Linked DNA regions of Callithrix jacchus: region 1 is linked to region 2. A link is a contact called in public Hi-C data. All regions are on one chromosome and are shown on one strand. The core of a region is the stretch at or near the end of the contact, and the rest is flanking DNA. Distances in the headings are between cores, read along the strand shown. Region 1 overlaps CIPC (CLOCK interacting pacemaker). Region 2 has its middle 96 kb from the start of LRRC74A.

Region 1 (3,947 bases), core at 940-3,439, 140 kb before region 2:
TGCCTGGAGAACCATGCACACATGTGCACAAAGAGACGGGTGAGCATGCTCGGTGCAGAATTGTTTGCATGGCAGAAACTGGAGCCGCCTTATCTGTTCATCTGGCAGAGCTGCCGCATTCTGGGTGTGGATGGCATCCCCTGGAATTGTGCAGAGGCACCATTTACCGTGAAAATCTTTTGACCCATGCCCCCTAGAGCTGGGACCCTGAGTGGGAGAAGCGTGGTTGAATCAACCATGTTACAGCCACTTATGGAATATTAGGTAGAGGTTAAAAAAAAAATGAATGAGGATCACCAGGTGTCGTGGTGCACACCTGTAGTCCCAGCTACTCATGAGGCTGAGGCAGGAGGACTGCATGAGCCCAGGAGGTTGAGGTTGCAGTGAGCTATGATTGCACTAGTGCACTCCAGCCTGGGCAACAGAGTGAGACCACATCTCTAGAAAAAGAAAAAAAAAAAAAAAAAAAAGAGGATGTTCTATATTTGTTGACATGAGAAAATGTCCAGGATATACAGTTGTGGGGAAAGTTGCAAAGCAGTGTGGTCAGCACGATCCTCTTCATGTAAAATCAAAGCGAGACAAAGATCTTGACATCGTCCCCCTGGGTATGTGCATGTATTATGCATGTAAATGCCCAGAAATAGTCTGGGATGATACAGAGCAAACTGCTCATATAGGTTATTGCTGGGGAAAGCAGAGATACTAGACACAAAAGAAACCTTTCATTTTTCTTTTTCTTTTTTTTTTTTTGAAACTGAGTCTTGCTCTGTTGCCCAGGCTGGAGTGCAGTGGCATGATCTCAGCCCACTCCACCCTTCACCTCCCTGTTCAAGCGATTCTCCCGCCTCTGCCTCCTGAGTAGCTGGGACTACAGGTATGCACCACCACACCCAGGTAATTTTTGTATTTTTAGTAGAGATGGGGTCTCACCATATTGGCCAGGCTGGTCTCAAACTCCTGACCTCAAGTGATCCACCTGCCTCGGCCTCCTAAAGTGCTGAGATTACAAGCGTGAGCCACCACACACAGCTCACTTTTCTTCTCTCTTTACCTCTGTGCTCACCTTTTTTTCCCTAGGCAGGGAAAAATAATGTGTAAAAATAAAAAAAGAAAAAGAAACTTCCCTCCTTTCTTCTTTGCTTGTTGCCTGACTCCCTCATCCATCAGGGCCCTCCCCAAATTCCCATTTTTTAATCATCTCCTGCAGAGAGCAGCTCCCTCCAAAGTTCCTTCCCATTTACTCTCCAAGAAGGAGCCCCAGGCAGGAGAGCTGGGCATTGCCTGGACCCACATCAAAAGGTCCCTGCTGCACTGGAAGGCCCAAAGCATCCTATGCACATCCTGGCCTTGTGATCTGAGTGTGGGACTTTGGTGGCCAGGTCATCCAGGGGACACTATACAGGGAGCCTTGGGGTGAGAAGCCCCTCATGTGGGTCGGCAGCAGGGGAAGGAGCCCAAAAGCTGAGGGGGAAGAAGGGGTGTAGCTACATTAAATAAAGCTCCTTCTTCTTGCACCCACCAGCTTGCTGGCAGGATGCTACCTCTAGCATCCCAGGGAGCCAGAAAGGGGCAAGCATGGCTCTGCCTCCTGCCTGTGCACCTGGTGCAGACTCCACTGTGGTGTGGGGTCTCCAGCAGTGAGGACTAGGCTATATCCACCACTCTGGCCTGTGAATCCTAAAGGAGCCAGGGCACGACAGTCCACAGTGCCAACCTAGGGTCCTCTAACTCTCTATCTGGCCTGGCCCTGCCTCCCTTGTCCTGCCAGGCCTAGGGCAACAGCTATGACCCTCTAGGACTCTGCTCTGTGGAAGGAGCCCTTCTATTCTAGAGATTGTGTGGCTGCCAAGCCTACCAAGGGTCCAGCCTCCACTGCCCGGGGATCCTTTACTTCTTTCTTGTTCTAGAAGGAAGAATGGGGGCCGGGGGCATGATCATGGACAATACATCTCTTCTGTGCGAGGAGCCCTGTTGGTTTCCTGATACTTCAGCCTATTCACATCCCTTGACCGCCCTATAGATGAGGCTCACAGACTTGGGAGTGACAGGTGTGACCTGGCCACACAGCTGGAAGATATGGAGCTGAGACCCGTACCCAGGTCCTTCCACACCCAGGGCCGCTCATTCCTACGATGCCTCAGTGCAGCCTTGCTGCTCCGCAGGGTTCAGAGAGGATGCTTACCCTTTACTGCTGATGAGCAGAGAACCTAGCCACGGAAGGAAGTCCAAAGAGGGACAAGCTCCCAGGGCTCCTGGGGGCTCCCCAGCCCTCCCTGACCACTACTCTGCAGGGGCCCCTCCAGGGATCTTCTTGCTTCCCAGTCCTCTGTATGCTTCCCTGACACCTCCAGTTATGGAGCTCAGACCCTGCTTGCTGGAGTCAGGTCAGCCAGGCCTTGACCCCATCCCTCCCCTCCCCTCCTCATGGATTCACTGCCCTTTTTTGCTGGCATCACTCTGTCCCAGCCAGATCAGGAGGACCCCTTCTTCCAAGCTCTTAGCCCTTCCTGCCAACATCGTTTAGTCAAGATTGGGTTTCCTATGACAGCGAGTCAGCGAAATCTGATGGTTAACATGGCTCCCATCCCAGCTCTGTCATCACTAGCCATGTGACCTTGAGAATGTCTCGGAACATCTGTCTCCCAGTTTCTTCATCTATAAAATGGGGATGCTAATAGTGATGATTGCTAGGGCTGTTGCACGCATCATACACACGATCAGAACAGCTCCCTGCTGTGGTTCGTGCTCTGTACGTCTTTACTGTTATTGTTCTTTTTCTTCCTCCGAGCTCCTTCCACAGGATGGGTTCTTCTGCAGATCCACGGCTGGGAGGAAATTAGAGTGGGCTGGATGGAAACCAGGCCGTGGGCCTGATGAAACTGCCATATGGTGCTTTGCTCAGAGCTGTATACAGGAAGAAGTTCACATGCCAGTTGGGTGGTGGAGACTGGGGAGGAAAGTAACAGGGACAGGGCTTTGCAAATGCTCTGTTTTTTGCTCCCTACCTTTCCCTAAAGCCTATGGCCTCCAATCCCCATTGTCCCCTTTTTCTTCAGGTCTCTGGGTCTCTGATCATCTTGTGAAAAACATTATGGAGAGGCGGGATGGCTGGAAAGAGGAAGAAGTGAGATGGATAAGCACGCTGTCTAGTGGCTGTGCCCTGCGTGTGCTCAGCTACCAGCAAGTTCTACTGTGGTGTTCAATAGTAACTGTGGGCAAAGCCAATGTTGAGTCTCTCAAGCCAATTATGGTTTCTCTTGATTTCTTTCTCACTACAAGAGACCCTTAAAAAGGAAGTCATTCTTGGAGGGAGGTGGCTCACGCCTGTAATCCCAGCACTTTGGGAGGCCGAGGTGGGCAGATCACAAAGTCAGGAGATCGAGACCATCCTGGCCAACATGGTGAAACCCCGTCTCTACTAAAATACAAAAAATTAGCTGGGTGTGGTGGCTCATGCATGCCTGTAATCCCAGTTACTCGAGAGGCTGTGGCAGGGGAATCGCTTGAACCCAGGCGGAGGAGGTTGCAGTGAGCCGAGATTGCGCCACTGTACTCCAGCTTGGTGACAGAGCAAGACTCCACTTCAAAAATAAATAAATAAAAGGAAGTCATTCTTGATACAAAGCACTGGGAGCCCTCATAGTTGGCCCTAAAACAACCAACAGCCCCTTATCTGGCACATGTGTATTCCTTTGTCTTCCCTGCTGTGTTGCCCCTGAGAATACCACATCTGTCCTGTTCGCCCCTGAGTCCTGATGCACCGAGCCTGAACTAACAGTCAATCCGTATTTGTAGACAGGATGATGGAGGAGGGATCTGCAAACTTGGGAGCTTTACGAGGGAGCTAACACCCTTGAGAGGGCCTCATACAATGTCTAGCACATGGTAGGTACCCCATAAATGCCTCTCGACTCTGAGTCTGGGGGGGCTGTTTGGTTGTCACC
Region 2 (4,042 bases), core at 1,534-4,033:
TTAGCAGGAGTTTAGCAAGTTTTATGTTGTATCTCATTTAATCCTCACAGCAACTGTAAGAGGTCGGCATTCCAGTTTCCAGAAGGAGAAATGAGAGTTAAGGAGATTTAGTTATTTTCCCAAGCTCACATAGCTAATAAGAAGAGGAACCCTGGTGTCTAACTCTCACCCCAGGGACAGAGGTCGTGGCCCTCCTGGGTTTTAATCCAGGGCAGGGGCTGTGGTAGGAAAGTGTGGGATTAGCTAATGGTTATCATGGCTTGGGCAAGTCTTGGAAGTCTCTGTGCCTCAATTTTCCCATCCAGCATCTCAGTTGCTATAGGAGTGGTGGGAGGGAGAGTTGGCCCAAGGAGTCACGACACAAGGTCAGTAAGGCAGTATTTGAGGGTTGTGTCCTCTCGCAGGGAGGAAGGAAGGCCCCAGGTACCTGGGAAGAAAACTCTGAAATGGTGTTCCCCTGCCGGCAGCCTTCTCAGCATCTTCTGGGAAGACCAGATGGATGGTAATAAGGCCCTGTTTTCATGGGGCTTCCAAGAACCTTTCTCCAAAGCGCTTTCATATATGGGTAAACACACACGCACAGACACACACACACATACACACGCACAGACACACAGACACATATACATGCAGACACATTCACAGACACACACACACATACATATGCACAGACACAGACATGCACAGACACACATACAGACACACGCACAGACACACACATACAGGTGCACATACACACGCAGACACACAGACACAGCCACATGCTCACAGACACAGACACACATGCAGACACACATACATGCACAGACAGACACATACACATATGCACACATATACACATGTGCAGACACACAGACACATGCAGACACAGACACACAAACACACAGACATACACACAGACACACATACAGACACACACACACATGCACACATATACCCACATACACCCACACACCTACAGACACACACCCACCCACAGACACATACGCACACCATTCTTATCGTCAAAGCCAACTTCCATGCATGTAAAGTCCACCTGGCTTCATTTTATATGGCTAGGCTCCTCAGCTGGAGAAGGCCAAGGTCACACAGCTGGGAATAGGGAGAGCAGATGCCACCTGGATGCATGGGTAGTGACATACAGTTTCTGTCCTCAAGGTACCTTGCGGGCTCTCAGGGAATCAGTAGGCACACAGTACCCACTCTGCACCTGGCCGCAGCCTACTCTTGCCCACCGCCACAGTACCTGGGAGTCATCCTGAAGACACTGTGCATGCCATGTCTTCCCCTGGCACCACCCTGCAGCCTGCCCATGCCCCTCTCCAGCCTGAGCTAGGGGTGCATCTGCTTCCCTCCCAGCCCAGAGCCCTGATGAATTCCTCCTGTCACCTTCCATCAAGGTTCATGTTAGAGTTCCAGTTTGGAAAAGGGCTTCCCCCTCCTCCTCTCCCACCCCTCTGCCCAGATGGCGGCTCCCCTTCCCTAGGGACCAGTGATGCAGCAACTTGGGTAGCCTGCAGTTGCCATGGTGATATCCCTCTTTTAGGTTTCCATGAGGTGGGGATGACAGGGAGGGTGCAAGTTCATCCCATTTTCAGCTCCAGGTGAAGAGGGCTCATGGAGTGGAATCCTGCCCTTCTCCAGTGGGGTCTGCTCCTCCTCCCAGCTCGGACCCAGCCAGCTCAGTGGCATCACAGCAGCTGGGCAGACTGGAAGACAGATAGGGACACTGGACTGAAGAGAGATGGTGGGGGTGGACATGGGCATTGGCACAGTTGCTAAAAAATGGAGGCCAGGACCTGGGGTGGGAGCCAAGGCATCAGGGAGCTGGGAGGCAGGACAGGCTGGAGCCTCAGAGCCTCGGAAGAAACCCAGAAAGGGTGGGCCCCTTATTTCTGCCATCCAGCCAAGGGGTCTCCCGCTGCGCTTCCCCAGTCAAGAGAAGGCCCCTCTGCTCTTCCAACATGATCTGTAATTTCCGGCAGACATTTGAGGTCCCTGACATCTGCATAATGTGGGCCAGTCTCTTAGCAACGGGGAACAGCTGTCTGGCATTTCCAAGATTAAACTGTAACTATACGCGGTCCTTGCCAGGGGGAGGGGGTGGGGGAAGGGGATAAACACTGCCTCCTGGCATTTTCAAACTCATTTAGCTTTTATTCATTTCCTGCCTCCAGTAAAGAGGCCAGGGATTTGGGCTGGGCTGGGCTGTTACTGCCCTTGCTGCCGCCGCCTGCCACGCCGCTGCCACCACCTCCGCTGCTGAGGTTGCAGATGGCTCTTCTCCCTGATCTGTTTGCATGCGGGTCGGGGAGAGATAGGATTCAGCACTCGCCCCTTTTTTGTTGTTTTTTTTTTTTTAATTTTTTGTGGGTGCTGCGATCCTGGCACTGTAGCTGCAGCCCAAGGAGAAAAGCCAGGGTGGCCCATCAGTGAAAGCCCCAAGTCAGCTCCCAGCTGGGTTAATTCCATCAAGCTCCTTGGCTAAGAGCATGCTGCGTGCCCTTGTGCCAGATTCCTTCACTTGCCCACACCTTCACTTCCCTGTCTGTACAAGGACACAGTTCTACCCTGAGGTGGCTGTGAAGACTGCTTATGCACTCAGGCACCGGATTCATGATTAATCATCGTGGCTCTCTGCTCCTTGGATTACCTTCCAGCCGCCATGCTCTGTTAATGACCTCAGGCCCTGCCACTGTGGCAGAGAGACACAGGCCATTTCTTTGGGAACTGCCACCTTGAACTCCATTTCCCTGGAGCCCTAGGCAATGACACTTTTGCCCTGCAGGACTTAAGCAGGGCTCAGCCTGCCCTAGCAGGGCCCTCTCTGCGGCTGGCCTGGCCAGAGGTGTCCTCATCCCTTGACCTGCTTGGGACAGGCAGCTCCTGTTTCCCAATTCCTCCGCCAGCTCCTGCCACTTGGCCACAGCGCCTGAACTCGTGAACGTGGTGTTTTGGTTTTGCAGCAAGAAGGAAAAATAAAAGGGCGGGTGTGGGGCTGGACGGGAGGGTGAGAGGGAGAGAGAGGAGGAGGGAAAAACCCTCCAGCCGCCTGTGCCGGCCAGTTCCAGGAATGTGTTCTCCGACGTCAGTGCCAAAGCAGTGACCCAGGCGGTGACCAGGCCGGGTCTGGAGGCCTTCCCAGGAGAAGGGAGAGGCTGCTCCAGGGCCTGGAGGCCGCCTCGTCTCCACCTCCCCCACACCGCCTCTGCTGACTCATCGCTGCCCCAGCTGGCAGGAGCCTTTTCTGGGGATGGCTGTTGCTAAGATTCCTTGGAGATGACTGATTGCTTCTTCTTGAGCTTTGTGAAAACATGTTTGTAGACTGCACGCAAACACACACATGCACTCCTGGGGGCTTACACGCCTGGCCTGGACACCTGTGCATGGGCGTTTATGTGTCCAAATGTGTGTGCACATGGAGGACCAGAACACACTTCCTGTCCCCATCACCTCCGGGCGCACGTGTATGGGCCCGCACACCCCCACTCCACCCGAAAATAAGCTGAGACTTGCCAGGCTTTCCTGGCAGTAGGGGAAGTTGCTGCTGTGCCTGCTCTCATCTGAAGGAGTTTCAGGTTGCCTTGAAACATTCTTGGCCTCTGTCCCTCCTGCCCTCTCTGGATTTTTGGTTTGCTTCATTCTGCTGTAATGATCTAATCTTCCCTTCTCCCCAGGCCTGCCAAGTTTTTGATGTCTGGTGTTTCAGTCACTCAACTGGGAGCTGCTTGAGATCAGTCTGCCTGGCTTGGAACTGATTGCCGAAGAGGCTCCAGGGAGACTCAGTGCCTCTGTTTCCCTCCTGGGGAGAGAGGAGACTAGTGATGGCATTCTTGGAGGAGAAGCGCTGGGTCTTTCTCTGGGCTCTGCTGTTGAATGATGTGGGAGGTGTTTGTTCCTCCTCTGTGCTGGGCGGAGCCTTGGCTGGGGTGAGTGTGGGGTGCTCAGTGCTTAGCATGCAGCTCTGGATGCCCAGCCTCCAGGGCCTTGTAGCCAGTGCTGTGTGTGACCTTAGTCACATTGGGCTCTTACTGCCTTGGTT

What was found. A called contact is a pair of places that touch in the nucleus more often than the background predicts.
Region 1: a contact with region 2 is called in a Hi-C map of skeletal muscle, with 3 times the contacts expected there. The contact joins two enhancer-like sites. A contact is called at or near these places in 2 of 3 Hi-C or Micro-C datasets (both in skeletal muscle).

Annotation. Positions count from the first base shown.
Region 1 is chr8:111,993,028-111,996,974 of calJac240_pri, reverse strand. The region is part of intron 1 of CIPC (CLOCK interacting pacemaker); the gene reads right to left. Among named protein-coding and RNA genes, the nearest start is that of IRF2BPL, 36 kb to the right of the region's middle. Within about 2 kb of position 2,189, at least 6 of the 16 cell types and tissues checked have an H3K27ac peak or open chromatin away from gene starts, as enhancers often do. A contact at or near this core is called in skeletal muscle, where this site is marked.
Region 2 is chr8:111,848,757-111,852,798 of calJac240_pri, reverse strand. No RefSeq gene overlaps it. Among named protein-coding and RNA genes, the nearest start is that of LRRC74A, 96 kb to the right of the region's middle. Within about 2 kb of position 2,783, at least 14 of the 16 cell types and tissues checked have an H3K27ac peak or open chromatin away from gene starts, as enhancers often do. A contact at or near this core is called in skeletal muscle, where this site is marked.